Regions from separate parts of the Mus musculus genome. Here region 2 is linked to region 1. The links are chromatin contacts, called in public promoter capture Hi-C maps. All regions are on one chromosome and are shown on one strand. The core of a region is the stretch at or near the end of the contact, and the rest is flanking DNA. Distances in the headings are between cores, read along the strand shown.

Region 1 (6,182 bases), core at 3,182-5,681:
GAAGGAATTAGAGCTTTCACACACACACAGACACACACAGACACACACACACACACAGACATACACATACAACATACACAGACACACACACGCGCATACACAGACACACACACACACAGACACACACACACAGACACACAGATACACACACACACAGACACACACACACAGAGACATACACATACAACACACACACACACACAGACACAGACATACACACACACAGACACATAAACATGCACACACAGACACACACACACAGACACACACACAGATACACACACACACAGACACACACATACACACAGACACACACACATACACACAACATACACACACGCACACACATGCACAAGCAATGCAAAGAATTTATTCAGGAAAACAGTGAGGAGTTTACAGACTAAGAGTTCCCCTCTATTCTTGGCAGTGTTTGGAGGTGCAATGGGTGAGTGGACATTCAATGTGATCAGAACAACTTCGTCTAGAGGAAAGTGGCCAACGACCCCTTCTACTCTCTTGCCAATATGAAGGCAAGGTTTTTGTTTTACACCTTAATGGTATGTCCACATCTAAAAGTTTTATACAAGCTCCTGGAGAAACTTTAACTAGACCAGTTCAGACCAAGAGTCACTAAATAAAGCCAGTCTAGACAGAAAATGTATGGAAACCATATGTCCTTCAGGCATCTGTCTTACAAAGATTGCCATTGCCCTGGAGAAATCCTTCACAAAATATGCTCTTAGGAAAAAAAAAAAATATCCGGTGCTGCATAGCCACAGGGAGAAGAGTGCTTAAGAAGACGGTTGGACTCAGAGGAAATAGAGCCAAAACTGTTCATAAGTGCGAAGTTCTCATTTCCCTGCACATCTGTGCGTAAAAAGCTTTGAAAGGATGGGCTAAGGTAGCTATCATTTATATTTCCATTGTTCTTCCAGGCTTCCACAGAATGTTAGACAGAGGGATCTCAGAGCCGCTCTGTTCTCACCCACAGAGAGCTGTTTTGAGTAAAGCCGTACGTGGATGTGGCCAAAGACCCAGAACATTCTCTTCTGATTATTACCTCATCCTGCCGGCCTGCCAAACACAGCCAGAAGGCAGGTGTCCACCATAAGGAACCAGTGGAAGACTGCTCTATAGAATGATGTGTGGGGCCAGGAAGACAAAGGAAGTCGGGGCAGGGATGGATAAAGGAGGGGGCTCCAAGGATGCAGTGAAGATGGATGGTCGTCCTAAACCCCGTTTTTCTAATTTAACGTTGCCTTCTGAACAAGAGACAACAACTCTCTCTTCCCTACTCACACTTGGAGATACACTTTAATTTTAACCAATGGTATAGATTCTGCGGGGGGGTGGGGGGGGGGAGTAAATATGCAAATTACCCCCCCCCCCACTCCCACCCAGCCAAATAGCATATCAAATGAAAACTACAAAGGGCTCACTCGGGACAACATGAAGCAGGAGAACACAGCAGGGTTCCTTGTGGCTGTCTACACTGTTTTACTGAAATTCTCAGGTCTGGAGGGACAGGGACTGGGGAAAGGTTCAGTAGGATTGGTAAGTGGCACCAGCAGGAGTGCCTCCATGTACTGTCCCCCTCACCTCACCTCGAAGACTGTGAATTAACAGTGTGTGCCAGACAGACTCACAGAGAAGGGCTCTTGAGGGAAAACAGCCAAAGCCATAAGATTGTGATTTTAAGAAAACTCAAGAGGCACCACCAGCATGCTACTTCAAAGACAATCATGTTCTAAAGGTTAAAAATTCTTATACTGGCTTTCCAGTATGAAATATTAAGATGTGGGAAGAGTCATTTAGAGTATTGGAAATATTAAGGCACTTTATATTGCAGGGCAGAACACTAACCACTGTACTCACAGACTATTATTTCAATATCTACTCACTGCGGACTCCTGATCTGAACCGAAGATCACCTGGCCAGGTTAACTGCAGGCTCCTGGTGAAGTTACAGGGGTTTCTCTTGAGTATTATCTATTTATTGGTACTTTTAAAGCTTTAAGTCGCCTTTCCTGCTATGGGTTTGCAGAGCTTCGTTTTATTTTGGTGTCAGGCCTAGATATGTGGAGGGAAAGTCCTGCCATGGTTTGTCTAGTTAACACATCCACTAATGTCTCCTTCATTTTTCACCCCAAAGCCAATAATTAAGATATTGTAGAACTTGTCTGACGTGAGGGTTTATTATTTTAGTTATTAAAACACTTTCTAACACTATAGGGAATGTTTTTAAAAAGCAGTGGATGTTGGGCTTAGATCTTTTTACGGCCTTTCTTTGTGACTGCAACCATAGTGGCAGGGAGTAGGCAGGTCTTATGTTAGACCTGGGGCATGATACTTAAAGGTTTACCTGAAGGAAAATTTCATTCAGTCCTAAAATTATCTTTGAGATCACACTATGAACTTAAAAGCATACACACGGTCCAGAATTCGTCTTACGTTAGTATTCATTGTCAAGCAAGCTACCTCAAGGATTATAAAATGCCTTATATATTTTTCCCCACTGGACAATATAGCATACACCTATAATCTGAACACTTGAGAAGTAGGGGCAGGAAGATTAGACATTCAAGGCTGGAGGTGGCAATAAAGTAAATTCAGGGACACAGTAGACTATGTGAGACTTTGACTCAAAAAGTAAGAACAAAACAAAATAGCCAGATAATCAGGCTAAGTGCCTGTAAATCAATGTCATACTGAAGTGTGCAGATGAAGGGGACATCTAGATACTGCTGCTTCAGAATATCTAAAGCCAAATTCGAATGTTTATATGGTGGAGGCAAAAGGGATATTCGGTTGTAGACTAAGGCCATTTTCCTGATTATACTGAAAGCCAACTAAGGCCCTTCTCACGCTGTGTGCCTTTTTTGAAGTGGGAGATGGATCAGGATCTTACTGTGTGCCTCATGATGGCCTGAACTGGCTTTGTAGCCAAGGCTGGCCTTAAATTCATGATCCTCCTGCCTCAGCCTCAGCCTCAGCCTTGCAGGCTTATGGGGGGCTATAAGAGATCATGTCCACCTTTATTTTAGCTTGTCTCCGTTTCCAGACCTTTCCTTGAAGCTTTGGATATGTTTGTGGTAGAGTATCTAGGTTGGTTCAGTCTTCATTTTCTTCTCTCTCAGCTTCTATGTCATCCTTTCCACCAAAGAAAGGATGCTGCTTATTGGCGACTCTCATGTTGACCTGTGCATTCGTGGGGTTTCCGTAAGAGCAGGGAGGAGAGCCATTATACCTTGTTTCATTTTCTGGTGCTTAGATCACTCCCTGTGTGGGCAATTGGATCAAGAGGCTCAACGCTACCCCTGATGCTGAGACGTGGAGAAGTTGGCTAATTTCCCTTTTGATTATGCTCCGACCCCTGCTCCCCGCCCCCAGGGCCTGTGAATGGAATGGGTTCATGTGATTCATGGGAACCGATTATTCTGACTGAAAAACAAAGAGTGGATATTTCTCAGTGCTTGGTGGGAATGCTTAAAAATAAATTAGAGCATTTGGTATTTGTGGTTTTGCCTATCATGTGGCTCTGAAGCCTGAGGAGCAGCCAGATGCAAGGAATGAGGGAGCTGTGGTGTGGAGAGAGTCCCTGAATACCTCATGGCTTTCGACATTGCCCTGCGTTGGAGTTCTATTTTGGGCTAGTGCTGCCATGTGATCTAAACATGTAAATGCTCAAGTAATGTGGCGTCATTAAACATGTAGTGTCTCTCAGGCTCAGAGCCTTCCCAGAAACCCCCACTCTGGCCCTGACAACTCTAGCCTGACCAGAAGTGGAATATCCTTCTGGCAACAGCATTGGTGAGCCAGATGGAAACCATTTGGCAACTAAAGGGTGTAAATACGTGTTTAGATCCAGAGGTTTCCCCAGACAATGCATCCAGTATGTTTGGCATGGGTAGGCTAAGGAATGTCAGCGCCGGGCACTTAACAATTCTATGTTTAAGCATCGATAAATGCATGAGGAGCCAGCAGAGCCAACACGCGCTCAGCTGACTCCTTCCCTCCTTTCTTCCGCTGCTGCAGTTAGGCGTCCCAGGCACATTCACAGAGCAAGACGCTCCACTGACAAGTTTTAGTTTAAACTTCCTGTCTGCCGTGTAAGGTTTTTTTCTAAGTCTCACTTTTTAATCTCTCATAGTAGCCGGTGAGTTGGGGGAAAGGAAAAGAGGGAAATAAAGAAGCCTCCAGCAGCCTCTTCTTAAGAGTTTACTGCTGAGATAAAAGTTAGCTGTGAAAGAGGTGCAATTCATACACCGTGAGTCTCCGAGGCCTTGGAAAAATATCCCCTCTGACCAGGAATGCCTGAGCATGAAGCCTTCTTGAAAATCGCTTTTTCCTCCCAGCAAGGGCAATGAAAGAAACTTGAGCCCTAGCTAGCCTATGTGTGTCTGCAAGTCTGGATGTCTATTTACACATGGTAGAGCATTTCCCCGCTTTTCTCCGAGCTGACACCAGCTTGTATATAGGGACACTCGGTGGATTACAGCTGGTGACAGTTTACTGCTGACTGGCCACAGGAAAAATAATCGGAATCAATTACGCATTGTCCCTGGCCAGGGCCTCTGTCTTGGCTGTTGTCCTCTATCAATCAGGTGAACCCCAGGGCAGAACTGGGCACCCTGAGATGCAAAAGCGCTTGTCCTGCAGTGACGGAGCTTAGCGACTAAAGATCTCCAAAGGGAACAATGTCAGAGCTACTTGTTCTTGACACAAGACACGGAGGAAGCAGTTGTGTTTGCTTAACTGGAGGCCTGTCACCCGCTGCTTGGCTAACTGCAGTGTACGGTAGGAGGAGCTGTCTCCTGTCTGCGTTCGTGTTATTTGCGTTTTGCATGACGGGAATCTTTCCTAATTTCCCTTTTTGCTTTTACTTTCCTGCCACATAGGATATGTGGGAAAGATTCAGACCCAATGAAAAGAGAAAGGCAAACGTGAGTCTGCCTACACACCACCAAAGAGTTCACAGGTTCTGACCCGAGGAGACACCGGTAATGTATGTGGGCCTTGCCTAAACAGACCGCCAGGCATCTGAACTGTGGCCGAGTGGAAATGCCTGTGTAAAGTCGACTCTACTTCCTTAGTTAGGCCCAAGGAGGAAATCCCCAAAATAATTTGACTTTCACTTAAACCATATTGGAAACAGGACCTGAAGAGTGAAAGAAAACCTTTGACATTCGCCATTGCTTCCTTTCAGTGGACTAGTACATTGTCATAAGAATTGAAGCAGGATACTGGAATAAGAACCGTCATGTAAATAGATTGCACCTTTGGAGGTATATTTAATTAAAGTGGACACTTTTCTTTAGAGAACAGTGGTTTGAAATTTTAGTTTTATGACAACTAATGTTGAACCTGCAGCAGATTATTAATTACATTTGGAGGTCTCAGCACCAATTTATTTCTAATATCAAGGGTTGCCTCATGAGATACCTTGATTGTAAGAATTGTAAGAACAGCTTAAAGTTGTTCTGTCTTTAGCAATTATATTTTTGAGCTATAATATAGCTTGTTTTTCTTTTTTACTTTTAAATCTAGTTGTTGAAAAAAAAAACAAAACAAAAAACAAAAACAGTTCCCTGACAATCCAGACTGTCTGGGTATGATTTTTATTTTTTTCTGTAAGGAAGGCTGGCTAGTTAGGAGAACAGAGAGCTTGCCTCACAGCTGATGTCACAAATCGCAAGGTGATTTCACCACTTGTCCAAATGACACTTGGCTGCTAAAAACACCACAGTTTTAGAGAGCTGTCGAGGAGAGGAGAGGGTAAGTCAGGATGTTTCCGTGTGTGACCGCAGGGGAATGACTCCCAGGCTAGTCACACGGGTTGCTTAATTTCCATGTACTCTGAGCCCCTCGACTTCAAGGCTCGACAGCTTCCTCCTTCACGGCACCAAACCTTGATGTGAGGAACGCAAAGATAGAAGAATGATGGGTTGGGGTTTGTCCTGGCTTGAAATCTAGGGAACTTGCTTACAAAGATGAATAGAAACCTCAAATAAAACAAGGAGACTTTATACACCAAATAGAAAGAAAGGATGCTGTGCTAACTGTAACTTACAACAAATAAAATGTGTGAAAGAGTTGGGAGTTACGGTTAGGCAATGCAAGGCCATCAGAATCAGAGACCAAACATTTAAAACGAAATTATGATGAAAACCAATGGGCCTTAA
Region 2 (6,093 bases), core at 2,153-4,652, 540 kb after region 1:
GAAGGATTATCAAATACTTGGAAAGGTGGCTCAGGTCTCAAGAAACCAGGTTTCCAGCATAACCCCACCTTACTTTCACCTAGAACGTTCACATTTTCTTTACTTCCAAATGTTCTCACCCCACCATCCCTCCGGCACCTTCTCTTCTTTATAGGGCAAACAGCTGACAGTCATACAGCACTTACCACAAGGCCAGCATCATTTCTAAGAGTTTACACTTCCCAACTATACAGGAGAGTGACAGTTCCATTTCATTTACAGGGAAAATAAGGCAGACAGGAAGCAGTCACCCTTGCTGTATCAAATCACCAGGAAGTATCTAAAGCTGGGACTGGATCCCGAGAGTCTGCCCCAGAGCTCCATCCTGTCTGCTACCTCCATACTGCCTCCTTAAGTCTGCAGAGCGGCTTTCCTTCTGGAGTCCAACAGTATACACGCTAGCTAGAACTCAGCCAAGATATTCCAGCTGGCACCGAGCAGCCCAGCCTTGCTTCCATTTATCCAATTCACAAAGTAACTAACCCGGCTATGAAATGTGTAATGGGTCTAAATTTACACTTACTATCTCCTGCCTATAACCTCCATTCTCAAACTTCCTAAGAAGGAGTTTGAGTCTAAGACAGTTTCAGAGAGCTACTACTCCCTCTTCATTAGACCTTGGTTAATCTAACCTTAAGATAAACACAGGCACGATATATATACACCCAATCACCAATACCCAAGCCCAGCTCCAGCAAGCCAGCCCTTCTAGGGGAAAGAGGCAGAGCAAGCCCCAGCCCCTTTAAGACAGCCCTTCCAGGGAGAGGCGGAGCAATCCCAACTCACTGATGAAAATGGCAAAATGATTGTCCCGCGATGGTTTCACAGCGGGGTTGTCCACCACGTGGAGGGTGTAGCGTGGCTCCCCCGTGTCCCCACTGCACAAGTCCAGGGACACACTCCCCAGCCCGGCTTTGCGGCGCAGCTGACTACACAGCCAAGCATAGTACTGGCGCTCCCGCACAGCCTCCGCCAGCTGATCAGCACTCTCCAGCCTTACGGGCTTGCCCTGCTCCTGAGTACACAGCTCAAAGATCTGAAGGGCAGAGCCAGGGACTGGCCTGAACTTAGTCATGACGAAGGCAAAGACGGGCAGGGAGAAGCGGGGCTCGGCTTCAGACACCCGGTCCTGGCTGCTGGCCACTTGGTGTGCCCTCACCATCCACCCCTCCCGAGAGAAGTGGCCCACTGCTTTCTTCAGGATGTGAGCCTGAGCCAGGGAGATGCAGAGGTAGCGACCGCCCACCTGCAGGACACGGCCAACCTCAGCTAGCATCCTGTCCACCTGACGCAGGGTCACCTCCTCCTCATCTGTCAGGACAGCATCCAGCGTGCCCTTGTCCAACACCACCTGGAATGTGGCGTCAGGAAACTCCAGCTGGGTCATGTCCATCTTCAGGAAACTCATGTGGGGCCGTCGGCTGCCATTGCGTTCCTTCATCTGCTTGATGACAACCTCGCTGATGTCGATGTTCACGATATCCTGATAGCCCACATCATAGAGTTGTTCACTGAGCTCTGAGTTGCCACATCCGATCACAAGCACCTGGAGGGAAGAAACAAAGACAAAATGAAAGTGACCAAAGTCAAGAAATCCGCTTCAGATACCTCAAAGACTAGAGATTAGTAGACTTTGGCTACTTCATATTCTCCAGGGGCAGAGACACTATTCTGAGTAGAAAGAAGCACTCAAGTTAACTCTAGACACCATCTTGAAACTAGCAATGCAGGTGTGCACAATCCACGGTCTAGCATAGTCATGCCTGCAAAACCAAACTGTAAATATTCTTAAAATATTGTGGGTTTTTTTTTTTTTGGGAGGGGGGCATTGATAATTTTTTTTTCTATTACTTGATTGCATGGTTCTCAGGCCTTGTAGATGACAACCTCTTCTTACAATGTCAAAAGCTAGACACACGTGGGAGAAAATCACTAATCCAAACAGTATTATGCCACAATAAAGGTCATGTGAGAACAGGCTGTGTGATGTGCGCTATTCAAAACTTGTGTGCAGCCTGAGGGACGGTTCAGTAGGTTAGAACTATTGCTCTTGCAAAGGACCCAAGTTCAGTTCTTAGCACAGCCTATAACTCCATTTCCAGAGAATTTGGTAGCCTCTTCTGGCCTCCACAAACTTCCTGTACTCACATGATGCACAGAAACTCAGGCAGGCAAACACACATCTACATAATAAAATAAGGAAATCTTTGTCTTGAAGTTTGTAGGAAGTTACAAAATCCAAAACACCAGTTGCATCCTCATTTTTGTTTTTGTTTTTTTAAACCGTTAAAAATATAGGCTGAGTGACAGAACTGTTTCTAACTGCTCATACTTCCTATTTCCTCAGACAACAAACTAGTTTGTGAGGATTTGGAGCCTGCTCCCATCCCAGAGTCTATCTCATGCTATTTACTACTTGAAGCCAAACTTAAAAATACGAATTGTTGTTTCTCTTTGTGGCACATTCCTCCATTCATCTTTCAAAAATTCTGTTGTCACCGTCTCTAGAGGGCAAAGCATAGTTCCATGAGAAGTGATATGCCCTGGAGCCAGACAGACCTGCTTTTAAATCTCTATTTGACCACCTACTACATGCATGGCCTCCAACAGTCACTTGAAAAAAATAAGTGCACAACTACCCGCCTGAATTTGTTGAGATAAAAGGCCCGAGCATAGCAGACCTTAAGTCTCCTTCCCTACCGAAGCTCCAACTCGTCCACACCTATTTAACTTGGAATTTAACTTGTGTTTGTGGCTTCCTGCTCCTGTAGCTTGAGGGCTGGGCACAAAGCCTGAAATTTGATGAGCACTCGGCAGTGACTTAATAAACATATACACCAATAAAGTCCCACGACGCTACCTATTCCACACGTGTGCACAGTGACACAACACCCTTTCAGTCTACTGACGAAGCCACTATTCCAAAACGGGTTAAGGATGAAGTTTTAACTGAAAATCTTTACTTTTAAATGGCTATCTTTAAGGTTGCCACTTAGCCAAGATGCTGGGCAGAATCCTAAAATGATAGATCTGAGTGGGGTCCCCACGCCTGCCTGCCTCCTGCCTCCTAAACTTAGGATTGCTATCTTCAGTCCCCACAAGGGACTGGCTGCACGCCATACCTTTTCCTTGGGCTTTATGTATTTGTGCAGCACCTCGCACAGCTCCAGATAGGTCCCATACCACTCGAAAGCTGTCTTCCCTCGCTGCTGGAAGAACTTCTCCCAGTAGTCGGCAGAGCCAAACTCCTTGGAGCTTTTAGGTAGGAGATTCATGTTCCCACCGTGAGCGGCGTCTTCGACACTGCTCCTGGTGACAGATCACCCCGGGAAGCACCGGGAGGCAGCAGCGGCGGGAATCTTAGCCACTACAGGCACCATAGATTTGTTCTGCACGCAAAACCCAACCGAACCGGGCCCTGTGCAGCAGACGCGCGGACGAACCACTGAGCTGGCCACGCGCCGCTGCCGCCCCCCTTGTTTTTCTTCACCCTCGGTCCGCGCCCCACGTGCAGCAGCCACACACTCCCGCAGCTACACTCAGAACCTAGAAACCATATCCGGGTAAGAGGTCTCGTGATTGGGCAGGCGGAGCGGGCGGGACTTCCTGCGGGACTCCGGGCAGAAGAGGCTTGCTTCGTGGAACCGGGCGGGGCTGCGCGCGCAGCCTCTGTGAGCTGCGCTCTATCCCCAGCTGAGAGCGCGAGGGGCAACGGGAGCTGACCTGCGCAGGAGCAGGAGTCTCAGCTAGAAACCCCTTCCTCAGGAAAATGTGAGCTCATCTCCTCTTCCCGGAATCACTTTGCCACCGTTCTTGGTCAATTCAGAGGAAAATGACTGCTTTTTCTACTCCAAAATACAGAGCCCTGCTATTAATACAGTAACAACGGTGAATATCAGGAGACTTAACCGAAGTGCCTCCCTTCCCTGCCTCTCAAAACACAGTAACCATTCATTATGAAGATGCTCATTTTATCATTGGAGTCCTTAAATTGTCATTCTGATGACAGTTGTAAAGACATAGTTTATGTGTCTGATGAACAATACCATCCTTTTAAATGATCGTTTTATGAAAATATCCCAAGGAAGTTCCTAGTGAAGAGCTGTTTTGAAGAGACGATGAAAGAAACAGCTCTCGCGTTAAAGGAATAAGAGATGGAGCCCAGATATGACTGGCCATAGCCCAGGAACACAGATTTAGCTTCCTCAAATACCATGTTCCCATGAGGTAGCAATTGCATGAACTTTTATAGTAACAACACAGAAAGTAGTAAAACGGGACACTTACAAATACATTGGTGAGTATATTGTAAGATGATTGCAACCACAAGAAAACCTAGAGGTCTCTTCATACTTTCCAAAGGTCTTACCTAAGGGTCACAAAAGATGTTGCCAAGTACTAAATAACTACTAAAGGACCGGAAGATGTTCTAGGAAAATTTGGCTCTGGAACTGCATGCAACCTTTCAACGGCTTCACATCATTGACGTTGAAATCAATGAGCCTTTGAGGACACAGCTCCTTTCCAGAGATTCTTTTTCACAGCCTATACACACAGTGCTAGCACAGACACGGAACAGTTAGAGTAGACATAAGTTTTAAAGTCATCTTCAAACATTACAGAATCGTCTATTGGACTTGTTTTTATTTTTAAAAAGTTTCATATGATATAATCTGGTAGTGGTTTCTTCTTTCCCGACTTGTCTCAGCTCTTCCCCACCTCCTCAACTCCGTGACCTTTCTCTCTAAATAAAACACACAGTATTTTTTTAAGACTTATTTATTTATGCCAGGTGTGGTGCCATGCCTTTAATACCAGCACTTGGGAAACAGAAGCAGGTGGATCTCTTAAGTTCGAGGTCAGTCTGGTCTACAAAGCGAGTCCAGGACAGCCAGGGCTTATTACACAGAAAAACCATGTGTCAAAAAACAAAAAACAAAACAAACAAACAAACAAAAAAAAAAAACAAAAAACCTACCACTACAACTAATAATAATAAACAATAAAATATTAGTGTTTTGCCTGCATGTATGCCTACATGCCAGAAGAGGGCACCAGATCTCATTATAAATGGTTATGAGCCACCATGTGGTTGTTGGCAATTGAACACTTAGAACCTCTGGAAGAGCACCCAGTGCTTTTAACCTCTGAGCCATCTCTCCAGCCCAAAACACACAGAATTAAAAAAATAAATAAATGAATGAAGAAAAAAAACAGAAAAACTACCCATCAAAACACAAGATTAGGGCTGGAGAGATGGCTGAGCGGTTAAGAACATTCACTGCTCTTCCAGAGGTCCTGAGTTCAATTCCCAGCAACCACGTGGTGGCTCACAACCATCTCTAATGGGATCCGATGCCCTCTTCTGGTGTATCTGAAGACAGCGACAGTGTACTCATATACATACAATCAATAAATAAATTCTTTAAAAAAATTACTTCTACCAAAAAAAAAAAAAAAAACCCACAAGATTAAAAACCATAATATACAGGCAAAAGACCAGTAAGGCTAACATGTCCAAACTAAGCAATATGAGACTAAAAAGTCTACAAAAATACCCTTGAGTCTGTTTTGTGTTAGCCATCTATTGCTGGGCATGGGGCCTAACCTTAAGTGTGAAATGAAATTTAACTTTTCATTTGCAAGCTGCTATCAAATACAAGTAACTTCTTGTTAGGTACTAATGCCAGTGCCCACTTCCCCATTCAGGGTTGGCTCCCCTGTGGCTTGGACCTGTGCAGGCTCTGTGCATGCTGCCACCATCTCTGGGAGGTCACTCACATGTGCATCAGTTGTATTATGTCTGGAAGACACTGGTTCCTTAGAATCATCCATCTAAGAGGGGTCTGCCCTTAGATTCTGTCTGTCTTCTCTTCTGCCTAGCTCCCTGACCACAGAGGGGAAGGGTTTGATGAAGGCATCCTATTTAGGACTCAGTGTCTGTGTTAGTTAGGATTTTCTATGAAGAGACACCATGACTACAGCAACTCTTATAAAGAGAAATATTTAATTGGGGCTGGCTTACAGTTTACAGGTTTCATCCTTTATCATCAT

What was found. Capture Hi-C pulls out chosen DNA fragments and counts their contacts.
Region 2: a promoter capture Hi-C map of liver shows a contact between it and region 1, with 2.6 times the contacts expected there. The contact joins the promoter of Eef1aknmt here to the promoter of 2810442N19Rik in region 1. A contact is called at or near these places in 2 of 39 promoter capture datasets (hippocampal neurons and liver), 4 of 484 Hi-C or Micro-C datasets (the AtT-20 cell line, cerebral cortex, cortical neurons and 1 more), 3 of 115 datasets of contacts at active chromatin or transcription factors (astrocytes, bone marrow-derived macrophages and stem cell-derived neural progenitor cells) and 2 of 9 other capture datasets (adipose tissue and liver).

What each region holds. Positions count from the first base shown.
Region 1 is chr1:162,000,538-162,006,719 of GRCm38.p6, forward strand. It overlaps 2810442N19Rik (RIKEN cDNA 2810442N19 gene), which reads left to right and starts at 4,432. Exons shown (of 3, transcript NR_040562.1): 1 at 4,432-4,797; 2 at 4,899-5,285. The region is part of intron 20 of Dnm3 (dynamin 3); the gene reads right to left.
Region 2 is chr1:162,544,943-162,551,035 of GRCm38.p6, forward strand. It overlaps Eef1aknmt (EEF1A lysine and N-terminal methyltransferase), which reads right to left and starts at 3,403. Exons shown (of 8, transcript NM_144877.1): 1 at 3,162-3,403; 2 at 826-1,585. The coding sequence starts at 3,314.